3 separate regions of the Rattus norvegicus genome follow, and regions 2 and 3 are each linked to region 1. The links are chromatin contacts, called in public Hi-C maps. All regions are on one chromosome and are shown on one strand. The core of a region is the stretch at or near the end of the contact, and the rest is flanking DNA. Distances in the headings are between cores, read along the strand shown.

Region 1 (3,614 bases), core at 459-2,958:
TGGTTGCCATCAAGGTCCAGAGCTGTGAAACCATGACAGCTCCAGGTCCCAGACCTGCTTCCACCTCCCCAAGTGATACTGGGCCCTTCCCTGTCATGTCCAAGCCTGCAGGCCTGCAGGTGTGACAGAGGAGACAAAAATGAGCCATTCCCAAGGGCCTTCCTGCAAAATCTTGCAAGAGATCACAGGCAAGAGTCAGCACAGGCCTCCTTGGACAGAGCTGAGCCGAGAGCCAGGGCAGTGCCAAGCCGGCAAGTCGGCAGGCATCAACTGCCGTGCTGCAGCCCTCCTGTTTGTGTGGAGGACACGGCTATGAAATGTAAGTAAAACCCAAGGCTAATTTCCCCGGTCAGAAGGAGGAGGCGCTGCAGCGTTCTCAAACCCTAATTAAACCCGCTCGGGCGGAGGAACACCAAAATCAGTTCCAAGATCAATATTGCTATTCATTTAGAAGTGTAACAAGGTTAGAGAGGTGAGCAAAGGAAATAATTAACTCATTTGCAGCCTTTTAAAACAGAAACAGTCATTTTAATCTCCAGGGTAATTAGTTAGGCTCTGTCCATCAATCGTGACGGCTGCCATTATTTTAAGTATTTTATTAATTAAGGAGGTGGGGGACTGAGGCACCTTTCTAGCCCCCCAACACTGTTTACTGAAACGGGAGAGCACTTGACAAAGGGTCAGCGAAGTCTGTGCTGAGAATGGTGGCTGCCAGAGAAAGGCTAACATGTGACAAGAGTCGCCGAAGTTGAGGTAAGCTGACAGGTGCAGAGACCCCCATCACACACACCAAGGCTTGACTCTTGCCAAAGAACGATGCTCCATTCAGAGTCTGGACGTGTTGGTGTCTCGGATCCCCAAGTTCTGCTCTAGTAACTGCTCCTAACTTTCTGGATGACAGCAACATGCCCCTGCCTCACCTTCCCGCCCTATGTTACTTCAGATGAATGTGGGATAGCCAGAAACTGAGGACTTGAAGTACCCAGGGGCCTCCAGCCACTGGAGGGCAGCAGAGCCCCAGGGACCCCAGAGCAAGGGCTGGGCGGGCTCAGGCTGTACCAGACCCCATTGTTCCTGCTTGTCACTCACTGCTTAAGGTCCCATTGCTCAGTCCTGTGACTTGGACAGGAAGCTGAGTCAGACGGTCTCTCACCCTGCTAACAGCCTGGTCTTGGCTATTCAATAGGAACCTGCCTTGCCCTGCTTCCCTCACATTCCAGATGGGGAAATAGACCCAGAGAGAGGCAGACTGTTGGTATACTAGTCTCCCCGTTTAGTATTTGTTAATAAACATGGGACACAAAATTCCTGGCCTGAAGACCTTCTGGGTGTAAATGTAACCAAACAGTAACCACTGGGCAGGATGAGAAAGCTGAAAGACAGACAGCTTGGGACAGAAGGTCAGCAGAGGCCATACCCCAAGCAACCTGAACAGTCAAGGAAGGCTTCCTGGAGAAGACAACTCTCAAATGAATCCTGGTGAAAGGCCGAGCAGCCCATTCCCCGGGAGAGGGAGAAGCAGTGCAGGGGCCCAAGCAAGAGCTCGAGGAGGCTGAGAAGGGGGTGCAGGCAGAACTGGACACCACAGGGTAGCTATGAGTGTCTTGAAGAAAAGGAGCCAGGCAGGAAAGTACTTGGTCTGGTGGCCACTGTCTTGCCAAGCCCTGCTGTGTCCCCCTGTACCCAGCCTTGGGCTTACCCTGAAGTCGATGATGTCATTTTCTCCAAGAGCCTCTCCCTAATGCTGTCCTCTCTGAGACTCATCTGGGAGGGGGTAGAGTGGAGAAAGAAGGAACTGTGGAGACAGAAAAACAAAAACAAAACAAAAAACTATGGCTGAGGGGGACAGCCAGGCAGGTGGGGGCTGCCTGTCTTACTGTCTTGGGCCATACCAGCAACGTCATCATTATAAAGCCTCTTCTAGCATACCTCCAGCCCCGGGGAAACTCTATCCCTAGAACTGACTCTCTCTCTCTAGTTGCTGATTCAGTGCCTGAGTGTGCAGAGAGCCCCGCTCGCAAGTCTAGTACACCCCTAATGCCTCCAGCACTGGTGTCCAGCGAGCTCTAAGTCAGCGAGTTCTAAGTCAGCCAGGCAGGTAGAGTTCTGCCCATGTTCATCAGTCACTTAGCAAGCTGGGAAGATCAGAGAGCTTGGCTGGTCACCCAGCTGGCACATGATCTTCTGGGAGAGTTCTGGGTCTGGGCACTGGCTCCAAGGTTGGGGGAGGGGGAAGCAGAAAGCAGAAGTCCAGAGAGAGGGAGGAGGGAAGAGGATCAGGCTGGAACTCTGTTGCTAGGGGCAACAGCATTACATCCTGAGGAGGAACCAGATGCTGAGAAGGGCAGCAGATCCAAGCTCTACAGGCTTGTGGGTGAGAGGGAGAGCACACAGCCAAGAGCCCAGGAAGAGGGTGGGACGTTCATGATGTATGTTTTTGTGTGAGGAGTTGTAAGGGGTTGGTATGTGGTGTGTGTGTGTGTGTGTGTGTGTGTGTGTGTGTGTGTGTGTGTGTGTGTGTGGTGAGGGAGGGGTATGGTATATGGGGTATGCGGGGGGTGGTAGGGAAGGAGTATGATATATGGTATGGGGGGATGGCGTGTGTGTGTGTGTGTGTGTGTGTGTGTATAGTGTGGTGGTGTTGTGATGTGAAGGGTTGTGTGTGGGGTGGTATGGGTGTCTGTGTGTGTAGGTGTATAGTGTAGGAGGTGTTGGGTTGTGAAGGGTTGTGTGTGTGTGTTTGTGTGTGTGTGTGCGTGCGCATGCGAGCTCGCTCTGCAGTGCTGTCCTGACTTAGAGCAAGTATTTCCAGGAAGGAAGAGAACAGAGAGAACCACATCCCCTCCACATCTATAAGCCTGTTCTAGCTTTCAGGACCACAGTATCTGTGGGCCTTTAGAATTCAAGAGGTGTCTGAGGAGCTGGGGCTGGGGAAGCATGCTTGACTGAGCATGGGGCCATACCAGGGACTCCGGCCTGGGCCCAGCATGCCAGCTGTCCTACCTGCTAGGATCCAGGAAAGGACAGAGTTGTGAAGAGAGACTTAGGGGACACAAACAAAAGGCTAGTCCTCCCGACCTTTCCCACTTCAGTCTCCACATCTACAGAATGATGCAAAGAGTCTTGTCCTTTATTACAAAACTTAAGTCATACACAGGAAAGGGTCTCTTGTTAAGAGAATAAAAATCCCCCTGGTATTTGCTGCAAAGCAGGGATGGATAGACATTATCACTTTCCAGGTCTGCAAACCAAGGCTTAGACAGTTGGCTAAGTGGGGGGTAGGGGAGCAAGGAACTGATCACAGAGGAGTAAGTCACACCTCCACCACATTGCTGTCACCAGAAGCTGCCTCAACATCCAAACCTCACCCAAGTCCCCACCCTCATATGGCCAGTCCCTGAGCAGTAGAGTCTGCTCAACCTCACCTGCCTGACCCACTGACCAGACAAAGTCACCCCTCCCCTCCCCCAGGCCTTTGAGTCTCCATCCCACATCTGGTTAGTCCTCAACACTGCTCACAGAGTCATCTGTTTGCTTCCTGGCTGTTTCCTAGTCCCCAAAATGAGGTGGTGTAGACAATGCCCCTTTCCTATGCTCATGGATCCCACAGGTCA
Region 2 (3,614 bases), core at 334-2,833, 330 kb after region 1:
ACAGAGAGGGGCATAAGGGGCAGGACGAGAAAGTTCCAGGCTAGAAATTCCTACAGAAAGTGAGAGAAGTCTATTTTGCTAGTTTTGTTGTCTTCTAGGTATACGAAAGGTAAAGCAGAACCAGCTCTGGCATTACAACACACTCAACTCTGCATCCTGCTAACGTTTATCTGGACACTTACTTTTTCTTATTTGGAAAAACATAAACTGGACATGCAGCCTTCTTGGTGCTTAAACATCCAAAATCCTTCTTTTCTGGCTCTTTGAAAATAAGTTGTGTATTATCCATAATCATACTGTATAAAACTTCAGAATTCATGCCTCCAGCTATTGTCTACATCTGCTGCTCAGCCATGCCCGCCTCTTCCCAGCCTTTGATAACCACTAGTCCTCTCCCAGCTTCCATGACCGTTCTTTGGGATCCGCCTCTGACTGAGATCACACCGTTGTTTGTATGAGCCTGGTTTATTTCACTCAGCAAATGATTTCCACTCCCAGCCGTGTCATCACAAAGCACAGACTGTCGTTATTTTTTATGTATGTGTACCATATTATATTTATCCAGTCAACAGCAAATGTGATTTCCATTTCTTGCCTAACAATAGTAAACATTGGGATGCAGATGTTCCTTCCAATACTTCTGTTCCCTGGGACGACGAAGTGAACTTGCCAGATCACACGGTGGCTCCTCCACAAGGACTGTTCCCCTTTCTATTCCCACCAGTGGTGTGCACAAGGTTCTTTTTCCCCACGCTTTCACCAGCACTTTTCTTTCTTTTGGTAATAGCCTTTCTTTTTTTTTTTCTATAATTTATTTTTGCTACTTTTTAATTATGCACACGTGGGGGGTGAGGTGTGTGTGTATGAGTGCAAGCACCGTCAGAGCCCAGAGGCATCCAGTCCTCCTGAAGCTGGAGTTACATGTGGTTGTGATCTTCGTGGCATGGATGCTGGGAACTGAGCTCAGGTCCTCCACAACAGGAGCTAGCCAGTGTTCCTAACTGGTGAGCAGTCTCTCCAGCCCCAGGAATAGCCATTCTAATGGAAGTGAAGTATACAGTTTTGATTTGCCTTTCCCTGTCTTTGTGTGTGTGTGTGTGTGTGTGTGTGTGTGTTTGTGGGGTGTGGTGTGTACATATGAATGTATGTCTGTGAGGTGTGTGTGTTTCATTGTATGCCTTGTGCTAATTACTTTTAATTGAATTATTTGAGTTTTAGTGATTTTTTTGTTATTGTTAGTGTTTTTGGTTGATCGGTAGGTGGGCAGGTTAGCGTTTTTATTTTGAATTTCTTATGTATTCTGAATATTAGCCCCTTATCAGGTATGTAGTTTCAAATGTGTCTCCCATTGTTATGTCTTCAGTCTGTTTTCTTTGTGATAGAGGTAGTGCACATAAGGCACTGAGTGCAGACTAGAGATGGTGCACATAAGGCACTGAGCACAGACTAGAGATGGTGCACATAAGGCACTGAGCACAGACTAGAGATGGTGCACATAAGGCACTGAGCACAACCTTGGATGTGGGGTCCATGAGAACTGGTTGCAACCAGCAGTAGTCACTGAGTATGGGCTGCCTGCCCAGAGCCTTTCTGATGACTTACTGTGTACTATTTGTTCCTAATGAGTCACCTTGCAGTTAATCATCCTCTGCACCCGTACGTCTGCTTATGGGAAGTCTAAGTGTGCCTCCTGCTCTCTTTCAGATCTGCAAGAGCAAAGCGAAGGAGTCGCAGCAGTATTACCATAGCCTGGCTGTCCGGCAGAGTCTGCCTGTACATTTTAACATCCAGCAGGATTGTGGCCATTTCCTTGCTGAAGTCCCTAATCGTCTGCTTCCCTGGGAGGATCCCAATGCTCCTGAAAAGGCAGAGGATGGCAATGAAGACAGTGAGGAAGAGGTGAAGGCAGAAACTTCAGGGGGAAATCCTGAGCCCTGCTCTGAATCAGAGTCATCCCAGAAAGAGAACCAACAAGTCACAAACAGGAAGCAAAGAAGCCATGTCGTGGTCATCACCAGGGAGGTTCCCCATCTCACTGTGGCCGACTTCGTGCGAGACTCTTTGGCACATCATGGGAAAAGCCCCGACTTGTATGAGAGGCAAGTGTGTCTGCTGCTCTTACAGCTGTGCTCTGGTCTTGAGCACCTCAAGCCCTACCACGTCACTCACTGCGATCTTCGCCTGGAGAACTTGCTGCTTGTCCAGCACCAACCTGGGGGAGCCACCCAGTGCCCTTCACCTGCAGACCCCTGCCCCACCTCAGCTTGTCCCACAAGACTCATTGTGAGTAACTTTTCTCAGGCCAAACAGAAGAGCCATCTGATGGACCCTCAGATCCTCCGAGACCAGTCCCGCCTTGCCCCAGAGATCATCACGGCCACCCAGTATAAAAAGTGTGATGAATTCCAGACAGGCATCCTCATCTATGAGATGCTGCACCTGCCCAACCCTTTTGATGAGAACCCAGAGCTGAAGGAGAAGGAGTACACGCGCACAGACCTGCCTCGGATCCCTCTCCGCTCCCCGTACTCTTGGGGCCTGCAGCAACTTGCCAGCTGTCTCCTGAACCCCAACCCTTCTGAGCGCATCCTCATTTCTGACGCCAAAGGCATCCTCCAGTGTCTGCTCTGGGGCCCCCGAGAAGATCTCTTCCAAATCTTCACCACCTCGGCAACCCTAGTACAGAAGAACGCTCTCCTCCAAAACTGGCTGGACATCAAGCGAACACTGCTGATGATCAAGTTTGCCGAGAAGTCCCTGGACAGAGAGGGGGGCATCAGCCTTGAAGATTGGCTTTGTGCTCAGTATCTGGCCTTTGCCACCACAGACTCCCTGAGCTACATTGTAAAAATCCTGCAGTACCGTTAATGTGGCCTGGGCGTTGCTTTTATTGTTAAATATCGCCACCTTTTTCATGTTGTCCTCATTCCCTGTCCTGGTACTCACTCAGAATTCAAGGAAAGAAAAGAAGCCAACTGCCACCCTTGTCCAGGAACATAGGGCTTCTTTCAGCAAGGTCACCAATGGCTTTCCACAGAGTGAGCGGCTGAGTGTCTCTACTGTACAGGAATTCAACTGTGCAAACATGCGTTGCCTTCCCTTGGAACATTTGTCATCCCAATTGGCTCACAAATGTGGGGTAAAAAAATGAAAATGCACGTCCATGAAGGACCAGCTCCTGTGGAATGATCTCAGCAAGCTGCATCCGCCTCTTCCAGAACTCTGAAGCTCACCTGTACTAACTAGCTAGCAGTACACATGTCACCAAGCTCAGCTGTCACCCAGTAATGCTCTTGCAGCAGATTCCTCTTCCTCAGTGACTGCCTCTTTCCTGGGAGGACATGCCATTATCCTTCTCGGCTGAGTTTCAGTCACTGGGGACTAGCGTCTGTTCCGCCATACCATGAAAGGAGGAGAGAGATTCCCAGCCGTTAGATCATGGGTCTGTTTCCATTTTTGTTCTTAGCAAAGGTTGGACACTGCATAGACAACCCCACTGCCACTGCTTGGCTGTCCTTCACCTTCACCCTGTCCCACCTGCTAAAGTTGGAGTTTATTATCCACTTCTTGTGGTCCAGTACAAAGCTGACCAGAGGTGGTATCACCAATGCCTC
Region 3 (3,614 bases), core at 684-3,183, 280 kb after region 1:
AAAAGGACAGGGCACAGTCCTGTCTTCTTTTATTTTATAGTATGGTGCAATATAATAATTATGGTATTTACAGTATCAGAAGGAAAGGTCATCACAGAGGTAACCCCCAAACAAGATCATGAAGGATAAATAGTCATGGCAAGTTGAATAGTGTTAGAGGGGACATTCTGATCTAAGCAAAAGAGACAGTTCATGAACATAATAAAATTAAGAAGCCCGTGGTTAATATTAGATAACACTTTAACTTCTCTGATAAATGGCCTAAGAAGAAGTTTGACAAAAGTTCAGAGAATGTTTTAGTACTTTAGTATTAAAACTAGTTGCCATCAAGTTGTATTTAGTAGTGTACTGGCTGGTTTTCTGTGTCAACTTGACACAAGCTGAAGTTACTAGAGAAAGGAGCCTCAGTTGAGGAGATGCCTCCATGACACCCAGCTGTAAGGCATTTTCTCAACTAGTGATCAAGGGGGAGGACCCAGCCCCTTGTGGGTGGTGCCGTCCCTGGGCTGGTGGTCCTGGGTTCTATAAGAGAGCAGGCTGAGCAAGCCGGGGGGGAAGCAAGCCAGTAAGTAGCATCCCTCCATGGCCTCTGCATCAGCTCCTGCTTCCTGCCCTGCTTGAGTTCCAGTCCTGACTTGCTTTGCTGATGAACAGCAATGTGGAAGTGTAAGCTGAAGAAACCCTTTCCTCCCCAGCCTGCTTCCTGGTCACGATGTTTGTGCAGGAAAAGAAACCCTGACAAAGACAAGTAGTATTAATCATATTTGACTGGTGTATCCAAGTTAGACTTTCACGCTGACTGGAAACCGAGCTGCATTGCTGCACTCTTACCTAGGATGGCTACCATAGCCATGCTGTAGAACAGCTAAAGGTGAATGGGCTTCTTCTGTCATGTAATAGAACCTTAAGATATGCAAATTACACATGTTTTACTTCGTCTGTTCTTTAGTTAAGAGAACATCATAATTTAAGAGCTTGCCTATTCTTGTGGTGGCCAGGAAAGTGATACTGTTCTCATTGCCATCATCATCACCTTCATCATCGTCATCATCATTGTCATAATCCTCGTGATCATCATCCTTCAGTGAGGAAGAACCTCCTCACAGAGTTTCTATCTGTGGTCCACAGTGAGTCTGTCTTTTTTCTTTTTTTTTTCTTTTTTTTTCTTTCCGGAGCTGGGGACCGAACCCAGGGCCTTGCGCTTGCTAGGCAAGCGCTCTACCACTGAGCTAAATCCCCAACCCCGTGAGTCTGTCTTTTATCTCCTGCAAACCTCTTCCTGCAGCTTTGCTTTCACTTCCTCTCCACCCCTTTAGTCATGTACTGAAGGTTTGGCATGTCAGGTCAGCATTTCTCACTGTGGAAAAAGGAAAAGTTGGGAACAATGCTGTGGGGTATGTCACATTTTCCTTTGCTCTTTTAAATATAGATAAGTGGATCACATGTTCCATTACGAATCCTAATGAAAACCTTGCTTTATAAATTTTACTTTGGAATCATAGAGACTGGCTACCATGGGATGCCATGTGGCCTACCTCCTCAAAGTGTGTCCTTAAAGCCTGTAGACAGCAGTGAGGATTCTTGGCTCTGCCACTGTGGGAATGAGACAGATTTTATCAAGAGAGCTAATGGCCTTCGGGAGTTGAAGTATTGGGGGAGGACCTCAGCAGTCTCTTCCCATACTCCTTTATGACTTTCGGCTTTCCCTTCGGTTACCTTTAAGGAGTGTGCTGTGTATGGTGTTTAATAGACCCCCTACACAGTCCCTCTTTAAGGACAGGAACTGTGTCCCTCTTGGCGAGCTCAGTTTAATCCGAGATTGAAATCCAGGGTGAATTTTGTTGTTTTGTGTCAAATGTACTTGAAACAGTTGGGCGGGAAGCAAACTAATTATAGCCATTGTAGAGCAACAGAGAGCAAAGGGCAGCAGTAGATTCTCAAAAGCTTTCATGACTCAAGGTGAAATCAGCTACTGTGGAAAGTAGCTTTATCTCCAGCACAGAGGGGTTTCGTTCTGAAATTATGAAATGGAATTTTAATCATGGGGTCCTGGCTAGCTTCTGGGGGCAACTTCAGCCATTACATTTTCCCATCAACCACTTCACCTGGAGGATTTGCTTTAGGGTTATGAGGAATTTTCTTTGGTTTGAACCTGTGCTAGTCTCATGCTGTCAGTCTCTGTGAGTTCAAATGTGTATCAGTCCTGTTACATCTGGACACAGTTTCCTTTGAGTCATCCCAGTGATGACAAGGAGTGGACTCAAGTCCCAGCCCTAACCGAGATGCTTTTGCAGTTGATACTTGCCAGGAAGGGGAAAGTCGGTTTTCTCCAGCAGAGTGTTTTGGGGAATATCAACCACACTTAGTCAGCTTAAAACTGACCCCATGGAACTTGGCGTTTTTAAGGGGGTGCTTTTTGTTTTATTTAAGTTTTGTTTTGTCTTATTGATTTTTTGTGTGTTTTATTTGATTTTCATTTTTGTTTTGTGTTTTGGAAAGTGGGGGCAGGGGAGAGAATATCAGATTGGATAGGTAGGGACTGGGGTGGATTTGGGGAAAAGGAAAACATGATCAAAATTAGGAAAAATTTTAAATAAAAAGATTATAAAGAATATATAAGCAAATGAGCTTTTATTTTTAAGCCAAACATTGCATTTTGATACTCCTTGTCAGACCCTGTTCTGGCAAATAAGCAGAGCCCATCAGCGCAGACTGCTCTGTCTCCACATGCACACGCTTCAGGAGACAGATTTTCTTTAATGTCTCAAACGTAACTTCAGTGCCTCAAGTTTCCTGCTTGGACAGTGCCGTCATTGAGAGGGAAAGCTACAGGTACCATCAGTTGCCATTAAGGGATTCTGCAAAGGCAGGAAAGCCAGAAGATTGGGTTCCGGATGGACCTGCATTGATATAGCTTCTTTCTCTAGGGCCCGGGGTAAGTTAAAATAGTTTTGACAGCATCTTTAACTGAACATCTTTGTCTCCAAACATAATTAGTGTTTGAAAGAGAAGGCCTCAAAGTCCAGGCTCTGTGGCTTAGACAGCAGCTCCATCTGGTGCTTACTGGAGGTGTGTGCTCCTTTCGTCTCTGGGTTTTATGGCAGCATAGACACAGATGTGCACAGGCCTTCCACGGGAGCAGCAACTTTAAGATCAGCTTCTAGTGCTGACGTGAGTTAGCTGTGTTCTTGATGAATCTCGTTTGACAGTTGTGTTGATGTGATAGCTGCTGATCAACTCAACAGCCATCATTTGGCTTAACTAACACACTCACAATGGGAAATAACTCTTCATATTTAGTAATCTGGGGGAAAATAACACATACTGTACTACTCACAAAGGAAGACTATAGTGCCTTAAAGGAATGGGTCAGCTTGGTTAACAAGTTACTAGGCAGGATGTCTTACTCATTTCCGTTCAGTGTCACATGATGCTTAGTATACAGGACATGTTCTTTAAGAAGGAAAACTTGCTTATTCACAGGAAGTGCCTCAGGTTGCTAATAGAAATTAATTCTGAATAGTAGGATTATACAGTTTTTCTATTTTCATTTTATTTTGTTTGTATTGGATTTTTCTGTTTCTTCAGGAAGGCTATATTACACAAAAGGGGCA

What was found. Hi-C and Micro-C count contacts between places; a contact is called where the count stands out from the background.
Region 2: a Hi-C map of the A7r5 cell line shows a contact between it and region 1, with 6 times the contacts expected there. The contact joins two enhancer-like sites. A contact is called at or near these places in 9 of 12 Hi-C or Micro-C datasets (the A7r5 cell line, the Rat2 cell line, Schwann cells and 6 more) and 1 of 1 datasets of contacts at active chromatin or transcription factors (oligodendrocytes).
Region 3: a contact with region 1 is called in a Hi-C map of Schwann cells, with 10 times the contacts expected there. The contact joins two enhancer-like sites. A contact is called at or near these places in 8 of 12 Hi-C or Micro-C datasets (the A7r5 cell line, the Rat2 cell line, Schwann cells and 5 more) and 1 of 1 datasets of contacts at active chromatin or transcription factors (oligodendrocytes).

What each region holds. Positions count from the first base shown.
Region 1 is chr8:65,838,900-65,842,513 of GRCr8, reverse strand. No RefSeq gene overlaps it. Among named protein-coding and RNA genes, the nearest start is that of Lingo1, 83 kb to the left of the region's middle. Within about 2 kb of position 1,708, at least 67 of the 93 cell types and tissues checked have an H3K27ac peak or open chromatin away from gene starts, as enhancers often do.
Region 2 is chr8:65,505,635-65,509,248 of GRCr8, reverse strand. Peak1 (pseudopodium-enriched atypical kinase 1) reads left to right here. Exons shown (of 7, transcript NM_001108149.1): 7 at 1,705-3,614. The coding sequence ends at 2,868. Among named protein-coding and RNA genes, the nearest start is that of Tspan3, 42 kb to the right of the region's middle. Within about 2 kb of position 1,583, at least 10 of the 93 cell types and tissues checked have an H3K27ac peak or open chromatin away from gene starts, as enhancers often do.
Region 3 is chr8:65,561,425-65,565,038 of GRCr8, reverse strand. All of the region lies in intron 3 of Peak1 (pseudopodium-enriched atypical kinase 1), which reads left to right. Among named protein-coding and RNA genes, the nearest start is that of Tspan3, 97 kb to the right of the region's middle. Within about 2 kb of position 1,933, at least 12 of the 93 cell types and tissues checked have an H3K27ac peak or open chromatin away from gene starts, as enhancers often do.